2 separate regions of the Mus musculus genome follow, and region 1 is linked to region 2. Evidence: chromatin contacts called from public HiChIP or PLAC-seq data. All regions are on one chromosome and are shown on one strand. The core of a region is the stretch at or near the end of the contact, and the rest is flanking DNA. Distances in the headings are between cores, read along the strand shown.

What was found. HiChIP or PLAC-seq counts read pairs in DNA pulled down with a chosen protein or histone mark.
Region 1: a contact with region 2 is called in an H3K27ac HiChIP or PLAC-seq map of differentiating embryonic stem cells, with 14 times the contacts expected there. The contact joins two enhancer-like sites. A contact is called at or near these places in 4 of 39 promoter capture datasets (the C10 cell line, cranial neural crest, embryonic stem cells and 1 more), 1 of 15 datasets of contacts at CTCF or cohesin (embryonic stem cells), 5 of 484 Hi-C or Micro-C datasets (the BV-2 cell line, cortical neurons, cranial neural crest and 1 more), 2 of 115 datasets of contacts at active chromatin or transcription factors (differentiating embryonic stem cells and forebrain) and 1 of 9 other capture datasets (embryonic stem cells).

The regions. Positions count from the first base shown.
Region 1 is chr19:42,793,968-42,798,604 of GRCm38.p6, forward strand. The region is part of intron 11 of Hpse2 (heparanase 2); the gene reads right to left. Among named protein-coding and RNA genes, the nearest start is that of Hps1, 16 kb to the left of the region's middle. Within about 2 kb of position 1,469, at least 57 of the 459 cell types and tissues checked have an H3K27ac peak or open chromatin away from gene starts, as enhancers often do. A contact at or near this core is called in differentiating embryonic stem cells, where this site is marked.
Region 2 is chr19:42,314,564-42,318,942 of GRCm38.p6, forward strand. It overlaps Crtac1 (cartilage acidic protein 1), which reads right to left. Exons shown (of 15, transcript NM_145123.5): 5 at 4,042-4,198. Gm34347 (a long non-coding RNA gene) reads left to right here. Exons shown (of 3, transcript XR_386718.4): 3 at 1-63. Among named protein-coding and RNA genes, the nearest start is that of Mir3085, 37 kb to the left of the region's middle. Within about 2 kb of position 2,143, at least 64 of the 459 cell types and tissues checked have an H3K27ac peak or open chromatin away from gene starts, as enhancers often do. A contact at or near this core is called in differentiating embryonic stem cells, where this site is marked.

The DNA of each region.
Region 1 (4,637 bases), core at 219-2,718, 480 kb after region 2:
ATGAAAAAGACCTCAGATCTACCTTAGACACTGAGTTTAGGTTTCTCCAGAGGATGGAGTAACAGATAGATCGGATGAACCTGAGGTCTCCTTTGTCCTGTTTGTCAGCCAGGCTGCCCAGACCTAACAGCTAGCCTAAGGCAAAGTTCACTATTTAATTTAGAATGATCCTGAACAAACAGAAATCTGAGCGTGCCATTCACCTGTCTAAACGTTCACTGGCTTCTAGAACATCATCTGCATTCCCCGAAGCCCGCCCTTTTATCAACACCTCCAGCTCCTTAGAGGCTCATTCTAACTTCCGCCCTTTCTAGTCCCTGTCTACCACTTCCTTCGCCCTGTGCTGCAACTTCTCTGGTTAGTTTTTCTAATCTCAGGGCTCTTCTGTCTTTGCTGTTTCCATTGTCTGGAACTTCCTCCACATGCTGCTGTGTCTTCTTTAAAGACTGATTTTCAATTTTTGCGTGCATGGAGGGGGTGATATTTACACACTAATGCAGCCCCTATGGAGGCCAGAAGAGGGCATTGGAGTCCCCGGAGCCAGGGCTACAGGAGATTGGAAACTACTCAGCGTGCGTGCTGGGAATCAAACTGGGTCCTCTGCAAGAACAGAACCTGTTCTTAACTGCTGAATTCTCTCTCCAGCCCCTGACTCTTTTCTTGATGGTCTTGCTTGTTCTTTATATCATGTACAAGTGCCCCTCGAAAGTGTCCCATAATTCCTTGCACTTCTTGGGCCTGGACTTGGATTGTAAAATTCTGTCTGCTTGTCCTCACCCCTGATAGGAGGGCTGATGACCATCACGTTCTTTATTCTCTTATCTATCCACATCTGATACAGCTTATATTACAAGAAACATTAAAGTCAGAACTACAATTGAGAAGGGGGGACAACAGACCGCAAGTCCAGAAGCTGAATTCTGTCTAGATTTCAGACATTAAACGTGTCGGTCTAGATAGGTTTCCGGTCACTTCCCGTAGGCTTCTAGATTGTAAATAATGCGACTGACAGCAAGAGAGGAGTAGGGTCAGGAGACAGAACAAATAAGAATTTTATGTGTTAATGTGCACAGTTGCTCTCTCCTAGCCCGACGCTAATTTTCGGCCACTAGGGGGCACTCTTGTTCTATACAACAGCGAGGGGAGCGTCAGACTGCAGGGTTGCTCCCAGGAAGCCGAACTAGTCCTCTAGTCCCTGCTGTCCTCACCCCATCTCCCCAAGGCCGGGAGGTGTACCTAGCGCTTAGTGTGTCAAAGAAACAAATCTTAGTATCAATCAAACCCAAACCCAAACTGCACTGTGGCCCCCTTGGCAGGGGCTCCGTCTGGAGTGGGGCCCAATTTTAAGGAAGAGCGCGAAGCAGGGATGCAGTTCCTGGGCGGTGAGAGCTTCCCAGCCGGATTGCCTAGGGGGATCCCGCCGCAGGTGCGGAGTCGCTGGCCCCGGCGCCAGGCTCTCCCGGGTTCTGGGTCCCCCGCCGCCCCCGGCCGCACCTGTTAGTGCAGCTTCCTGAGCTGGGCTGGGAAACTGGTGTGTGCAGCTGCCCTGCCCTCCTCCAGGTCAGGCCCAGGTTAGAGTCGGAGGGGCCCAGCCAGGTTTCAGGACCGTGGGTTTGCGTCCCTTCTGCTCTAGGAGAGGCAGAGGAAAGGAAATTCCTTTCACATGGCCCTGAGTAATGCCGATGCATCGGTGATGGTGGCCAAGGCTTCATGAGTTTTCTTATGATTCTTTTGATTCAGGCAAGGCTCTGGATCCCCTCGGAGCGCTCCTATTTCTCAATGATCTTTTTTTCAATTGCGACCTAACGCTTCCTTCCCTAGGCTCCCTTCCTTTCTTCATCCTCAGTAGTTCGTACTTAGCTGTCTGGCTTTTTCCTCCCACAGCAGTTCAGGAACGGGACTGGCTGGGCTGCTACAGAGAGGAGACCAGAAGAGACAGGAAAGACTGGGAAGAAAACGTCCCGTCCCGTTCCCCTCAATCCTCTGGGGTGAAGCTTTACTGCTTGAAGCTCATCCAACTCTGCATCCTGCCCATGAAGGGCACACCGAGGGTCTGAACGGCTTTGATCTAGCTTTTCCAAATGCCTACTAGCACTGTTTCACGTGGCACAGGGGAAGCTCACAGGTTCAGTGCCAGGGATATAGATGGACTTTTTCTGTATGTAGCAGATTGGGGGGGGCATGATTTGAATGGTGTCCCATCTAAATCTGCACAACCGGATTCCACCATGTGCATCCAATGCCTTAAAATAACTTAGCACACATGGCAGACAAGATGAGCACCCAGCTAAGGAACCTAGATTTTTACTGATATTGCTGACTTCCACCTGGTGAGAGACTCATCTGGGGGGCAGTTTTAAAAGAAAATTTAATCCTGCAACCATCTCAAAGCTCCATGTCATAGGCATATCACACTCAAACCACAGGACACAATTGAAACCAGAAACAGAAACTACAGCGCCATGACTCCACAGCTAACTGTGTCTTATTCTCATTGTAAAGAGCAGTTGCCACAGTCACCAAGTGGTAATTAAGGGGAATTACTCATATCTGCATGGTTCGCTGTGATGTAAAGTTAATTACAACAGACTTAGGCTTTGCCCACCAAGCCAAAAAAGTCACTAGAGCATGCAAATGTGTGGCCAAACACACTGTAATAAACACATTATATAGAAAAACACAAATCGAAGGAAAATCAAATTTAGCCCGGATTTCAACAGTTTCTGTGGTCTAGTGCTAGTGTATCTTTGTGGCCTTTCTCCTCACCCCACAGGCGTCCCATATTCTAGTCCTTTGTGAGATTTGCCACCTCCAGGGCAAAATGAGCCTTGAACTTGTGTACTTCCAAACCTCTGTAAGCTTATCTTGCAGCCTCAAATGGCCTCCCATACTACAAGCCTTTCCTCGAAGCATGGCTTTCTGGGTAAACATAGTGGCTTTAGACTTTTCCAGATCCCAAGCCAGAGCTCTCTCCTTTCCTCCGGCTTCCAGGCTCCTGTGTTGTTCTTAGAGTCCTTTCTGTCTCAGAGGTAATGCATCCGTTGTGGAGACCGAGGCATCTTTCCCCAGCCCTACTTGTGTGAAGCAGGTAGAGGCAGTGTGGGGCAAGAAAATTCCCTGTATGGCAGAGTGCAAGTAGTGTGGAGAGTTTTTCCAAATATAAGTATAAGTTAATCTATAAGCCACACTTGAAGTAGGCTGATGACTTTATGGTCATGGCTCCCTGGATACTTCTTGAAATCCATTAAAGCAAGTAGAGAAATATCTCCATTTTATTGGCTTTTGACAGTGCTCTGTGTATCACATCAGCACTCTGTATGACCTTCTGAGGAAAAAGAATAAGATGTTCTATAGATGTCAAAGGGCAATATGTGCCATAACTCTCAGCCATTCAGGTAAACAGAAGCATGGAAGGTGTGGTCTTCAGTGGTTGCTGGTGTTTGGCAGCCAGGAGACAGGTTTGTGCTGTAGGCTCTGTAGGTGGAATAGACCACCTCTTGACTCCAAGAAACATGGGTTCAGGACTCAAGCCCATCAGCAGGAATGAACAGGAGTAGAACTTGTCACCTCCTAAAGGTGACACATTTACATCACCAAACCACAAAGAAGACGAGGGCTGGCTCTTCTCAGTCTATCATGAACCACCTACATACTTAGCTTTCCTGCCCTTAGTTTTCGAGCCAGCCATTCAGGGCCATGTTGGCCACACCATGAAAAAACCATCCTACGGGAAGGACAGAAATCCCTGCCACGTCAGTGTGAGGGGACAGGCCCGAGCCATGATGGGCAGCTATGCAGAAAGTCTGCAGCTGTTGAAAGTGAGCTGGAAGGAAGTACACTCTGGAGCTAAGAACAAACGGGAGGCTCTCAGAAAGCAACAGTGAAAACCGTGGATCCGCAAACATCTTGGTTTAAGATGTCAAGTCACTGTAAAATAGAAAAATCATTTCATAATCCTATAATCTGCACATTACTAATCTGGGATTTAAAACAAAGCAAACAATAAAGCTTTGAGAGGCCAGCTCTCAGCCTTTTACTCAGGCATGAGAATTCCCACAGGCTTAGGGCACGTTCACACCTTTGGCAAAATGGCCTGGTGCCTGGATGGGGAAATCAAAGATGTGAATCATCTGGGACCCGTGTTCCAGGGTTTATGGAAGGCCAATCCTTCCCAACTTTGGTCACATATTTGAATCACCTAGGGAGCTTTAAGAATTGCTTCAGCCCAGAGATTTGGGTTAATTGCTCTGGGGTGTGGTGTGGGCACTGGGGTTTGAAAGCCAATAGCTGTTCAAAGTGCAGCCAGGGTGAAGCAGCACCAGGGTGAGAAGGGATGGAGACATTTGCAGCTGGGGTGAGGGGAATCAAGTAACCCTCTGGCTGTCACCGTCTGAGTTTACTTTGGATAAAAGGTGCCTTCTTGACTCTTTTGCAATGCCATGAAAGGAGGCCATGGTTTTTAACCCAGGATACATGAATTCTTCTAAAAGGAAATATTTTGGTGAATAAACTTTAGTGGACATTTCTGCCCTTTCAACCAAAGCTGCCCCACACATGTACACTGTGTGGTGAGTGAGCTCTTAGTACCAGGGAAGTTGTGGATAAGTACTTAACACACGGGGCGCGCGCGCGCGTGT
Region 2 (4,379 bases), core at 893-3,392:
TTGTTATTAACTGCGGTCACTGTAGTGTACAATAGAACTCCTGAACGCACTTGTCCAGTGTAATGAAAGTGTTGTTTATTTTGTCAAATACGTCTTCGGTACCCTCCCGTTCCCTCTATTTTCCAGGTGAAGAAACTGAGGCTTACACGGCAGCAATCACAATTGGCAGGTGATAGGGTCTCAGCTCAAACGTTCACGCTGTTCCCACTGCTTGCCTCTCTAACACATCGACTCGGGTCTCCTCTCAACAGGGAGGGGACCGTACTGGCACCTTGTGATAGAGCCACTAGTGTCCTTTCTTTACAGTCTCTTGAGATCACTGGGGGAAATGTGTGTGAAAAGTAAAGTGTGAGTCTATCTAACATCTATGCACTTCAGAACCAGGACAGAACCCTGTGACAATCGTACACTGCACCCGACACTCCCTGGAAATGGCTCCTGTGTATCCTGGACTTTGGGAACCCCTCTGGGGACCCTCCTGGGGTTTCTGGACCTGGCTGAGGTACCTGTCTCTCTAGCCTTGTCTGGTCCTGGCTGCTAGTGCTGGCTGAGCTACAGCTATCTAGATGGCTGACACCCACCTGGAAACCTGAGAGGCTCCTCAGCCCCCACCCGGCAGACACCAGTCATTGCTGCTGATGGGGATCTGCCAGAAGGGCTCAGCTGGGCTTTGGGCCTCTCCGTCTCCTCCAATAATGACTTCCTATAAATCAGATCTGCCCTCCGCTTTGTTCCACACTGCTCCCAGCCAACAGCAGAACTCTCCACCCAACATCATAAATCCACCTCCATTTTCTTTCCAAATTTCCTTAAAGGCTTCTTTAATCACCACCTTGCAGCCTGGGCAGATGCTCCCTCAAAGGGGGTGTGGCCTGAGTGCAGAGGTCCTGGGAAAAGGGTAGGGCCTGGGAGAAGGAGGCCATGTGCAGAGGGAAGAAGGATGACGGTGACAGAAAGCTGCACTCCATTTGGGGAGGGGATAAAGATGCCCGCCTGCATAGTGCCTAGACGGGAAGACACAGACTTCATGCCTCCATGACAGATGGGCTGGCTCTCTCAGCTCCATCCTTGAGCTAGCTCAAGGCCCCAGGAGATGCCCAGCAGAGAAGCCTGGTGCCACTGTGTCAGAGCCATAGGCCCAGGCTATGGACTAGGCATCCCCATGTTATTTCCTTCTCCAAAACACTGTGAAGGTAGAATTTGTGTGGGGAGAGGTCATTGTCTTCTATGGCTGTCCAGGCCGGCGTAAGCCTGCTCCCTTTAGCCACTCTGCTAGTTGGCTGGGTCAAGGTGCCTGGTGAGATACCACAGGACTGCTGCTCTCTCCTATGCCAAACCCTCTGTGGGACGGACACCACTTCTCAGGGTTCCCACACATCTCAGCTCCCAGCCTTTCCTGGCTCCAAGTGGTCTCTGATAGTTGAAGAGACCTTGGAGTGGTTAGGGAGCCACAGCAAGGGACAGCAGGCTCTCTACTGCCACTGTGGGTACTAGCAGCTCAGGTTCAGACACCCTCCAGGGGCTCAGTCCCCTGAGAGCAGGCATTTCAGCCACTAGATGGCACTGTGACCCAGCAGAGTGGTAGTGGATGCCAGAATCAATAGTGTCTGGAGAGATCTCCCTTCCCCCCTCCTGCACAACTAACAACTTGTGTGTGGTTTGCGTGCCATTGCTCTCCAGCCCCCCACCACTGCAGCCTGCTGTCCTGAGCACCCCAGGCCAGACAGCTGCTTTGGCCTGACAACCTGCATACACAGTTCAGGGCCTGTCTGCCAATTCATACCCAGAGGGTAAGGGGCCTTCCCTTTACCAGCTGGGAGCAGCTTGCTCTAGTTGGAGGTCATCAGAAAGGTCAGCTGGTTATGGCTGGTTTAAGCATCAGGACATAAGGCCCCAAGTGCTGGCTTTCTCCAAGTCTCCTAAGTGACCTTGTACAAGTCCTTTCTGCTCTTTGGACCTAGTCTGATCCCTTGGCAAATGGGAGGTCCTCCCACCCAGTCCTGGTGGCTGCCCTCAAAAAAAAAATGGGAGCTCTGTGGCTTGGCTGCAGAAGCCTCAGTTCCCTGAAGCACATCTGGCCACTGCTTGCTTCTCCCTCCCAGCCTGCTTAGGCCTTGCTTGTCCCTCCTGGCTTCCCAGACCCCTTCCTTGCACTATTCTGGCAATGAGCGCTGGCCACCTGCCCAGAGTCTTGGCCATTGGGCTGGGCTCAGCATAGTGGCCCTTACATTTGGGGTTCATTCCTAGGGCTCAAGGGAGCACTCTGGGGTCATTTCCCAGCCAGATGTCCATGTGTCATTAACCGAGTGACAAGTGGGGGTTGCAGGATAATGTTGGGGGGCTGGGGAAGGCAGGCAGACAGAACAGTAACTTGGTAGGCCAAATTGGTTCTTGCCAGCCAAATAGCTTCTGGAAGTCTGCAGAACTGCTCTTATGTGTCCTCTGGGTATGCCAGCTGCCCCGGCCTCCTCCATCCCTCCACAGAAGCTGCTGCCCCCGCCTTGGGTTGCCCTATCCTTCCAGCACGGCCAGCACAGTTGGCTGGGGCTCCCATCGCATCTCTGCTCCTCAGCTGTCTTTGCTTGCGCCCCTCCTATCCCTCCTGGGTTCTGTGCCAGCCCAGCCAGCGTGAACAATGCCCCCTTCATGCTCCAGCCTCCTGAATTCTTCCATTCTGCGTGTAATGCACTCTCCCCGTCCTTGCCTCCCTTCCATCTCATCATTTTCAAGTGTTTCATCCCCCAGCCCATACCCCTCCCTCTCCTGCAAGATCAAGGCACTTAATTGCCAAGCCAGCCCAGTACACAGAACTGGGAGCTTACTCAGAAAAATTGACTGTACCAATCTGGGCTGAAGCGCCTCATGTTTATTCTTCTTCCCAGGGAAACATGGTTTATGACTGACACTCAGCCTCTCCGCCGCACGTTTATGCCCAGGGCTCTCAGGCACATTGATGGGGCTTGAGCCATGCAAACTATTTTATTGTCTAGTCATTTGTCCCCAAAAACTTTGTCAGATAGGCCAGCATCAATCTCTGTCTCTCATGGAGGTGGCAAGTCGGCTGGGTAAGGGCACCGCTCACTCCTGCAACCTTTCCAGCATGCAACTTGGAGATTTGCTACTACCAGCCCAGTGTCTGGAGGAAGGGAGGGGCCCACTTCATCTCCCCTGCCACTTTCCAGCTCCACAAGCCTTGAGTGTAGGCTGGCCGACGCTGTGGTCGTGTCCGTGGTATAACTTGGAGCAGATGTACGGGGAAGGCTAGCTAACGGGAGGATTTCTACATCCCAACTGCAAGGCGGGTGTGAACGAGACCAAGTTGTTATGCACAGGCCTGGCTTCCTGATTTTTGGCACTCACAACAGGAACTGGATGGCTCTGCCATCAACAGCCTATTGGCAGATTATCAGAGTTTAGTCAGCAGCCCTGCTGGAATTAGAAAAACAGCCTTCCCTAGAAAGAGCTCCTGTCAGAGGCTCTCTCTGACAATAGGTCCCCCATCCAGAAAGTTGAGGGGGGAGCGCACCTTCCATAAAAAGTGCGGGAGAGGGTTTGGAACAAGAACACAATTCTTTGAGCTCAGTTATCCGAGACGGGACCCAGCCGGAGCTTAGGGACTTAGCGCTCAATTCCTGGCCGCTTATGTGTAAGTAAATAATTTCATCTGCTGTTGGGCAATAAAGAAAGCTTTAAATCTCAGCTCCTGTGATCTGTCAGATTTCACCAATGCAATCTGCTCACTCATCACTGGGGTTACAGCAGGGGAGGGGGCACGGGGTTCCTGGGACAGGATACATGGTGTTCTTTCCCTTTCACTTCATGCCTGCTGTACGGTATCCCCACCCCGCCAAGCTCACACCTGCCAGGGATCTCACCTCCCCTTTGGAGAGGCAGCATACATGGTGGGAAGGGAAAATGCCTTCCTCCCTGCTCAGGGATTATAAACCTTCTCTGTCCTCCTGGTTGCTGATGACTTAGACACAGCTCTCTGCAGGGCCCTGGACCCCCAGCCCCAGCCCCTCTACTAATAACTCTGCTTACCTGTGTACTTGCTGACCCCAGCCTCAGCCGCCACGTCCCTGAGTGCCAGGATCCCCCGGGACAGGTCACTGGCCTCAGGGTCCATTTCGATGAGGGCATCAGGCCCCACATCACCATAGGCATAGTTGGCTATGTAGATAGAGTATCTTCCAGAGCCCTGAGGAAGAAGAAAAGGAGGAGGGTGAGAAGCCCTGGCCATGCTAGCCCTGGCTTCCCCAGGATTTGTCCCCACCCCAGGGATCATAGCTTCATCAGTGGGTTGAAGCCTGTGCTGCTACAACCCTGACAGGTGCTCATCACAAAAGCTGCGTGCAAATGACGACCCCCCCCTCCGCCCC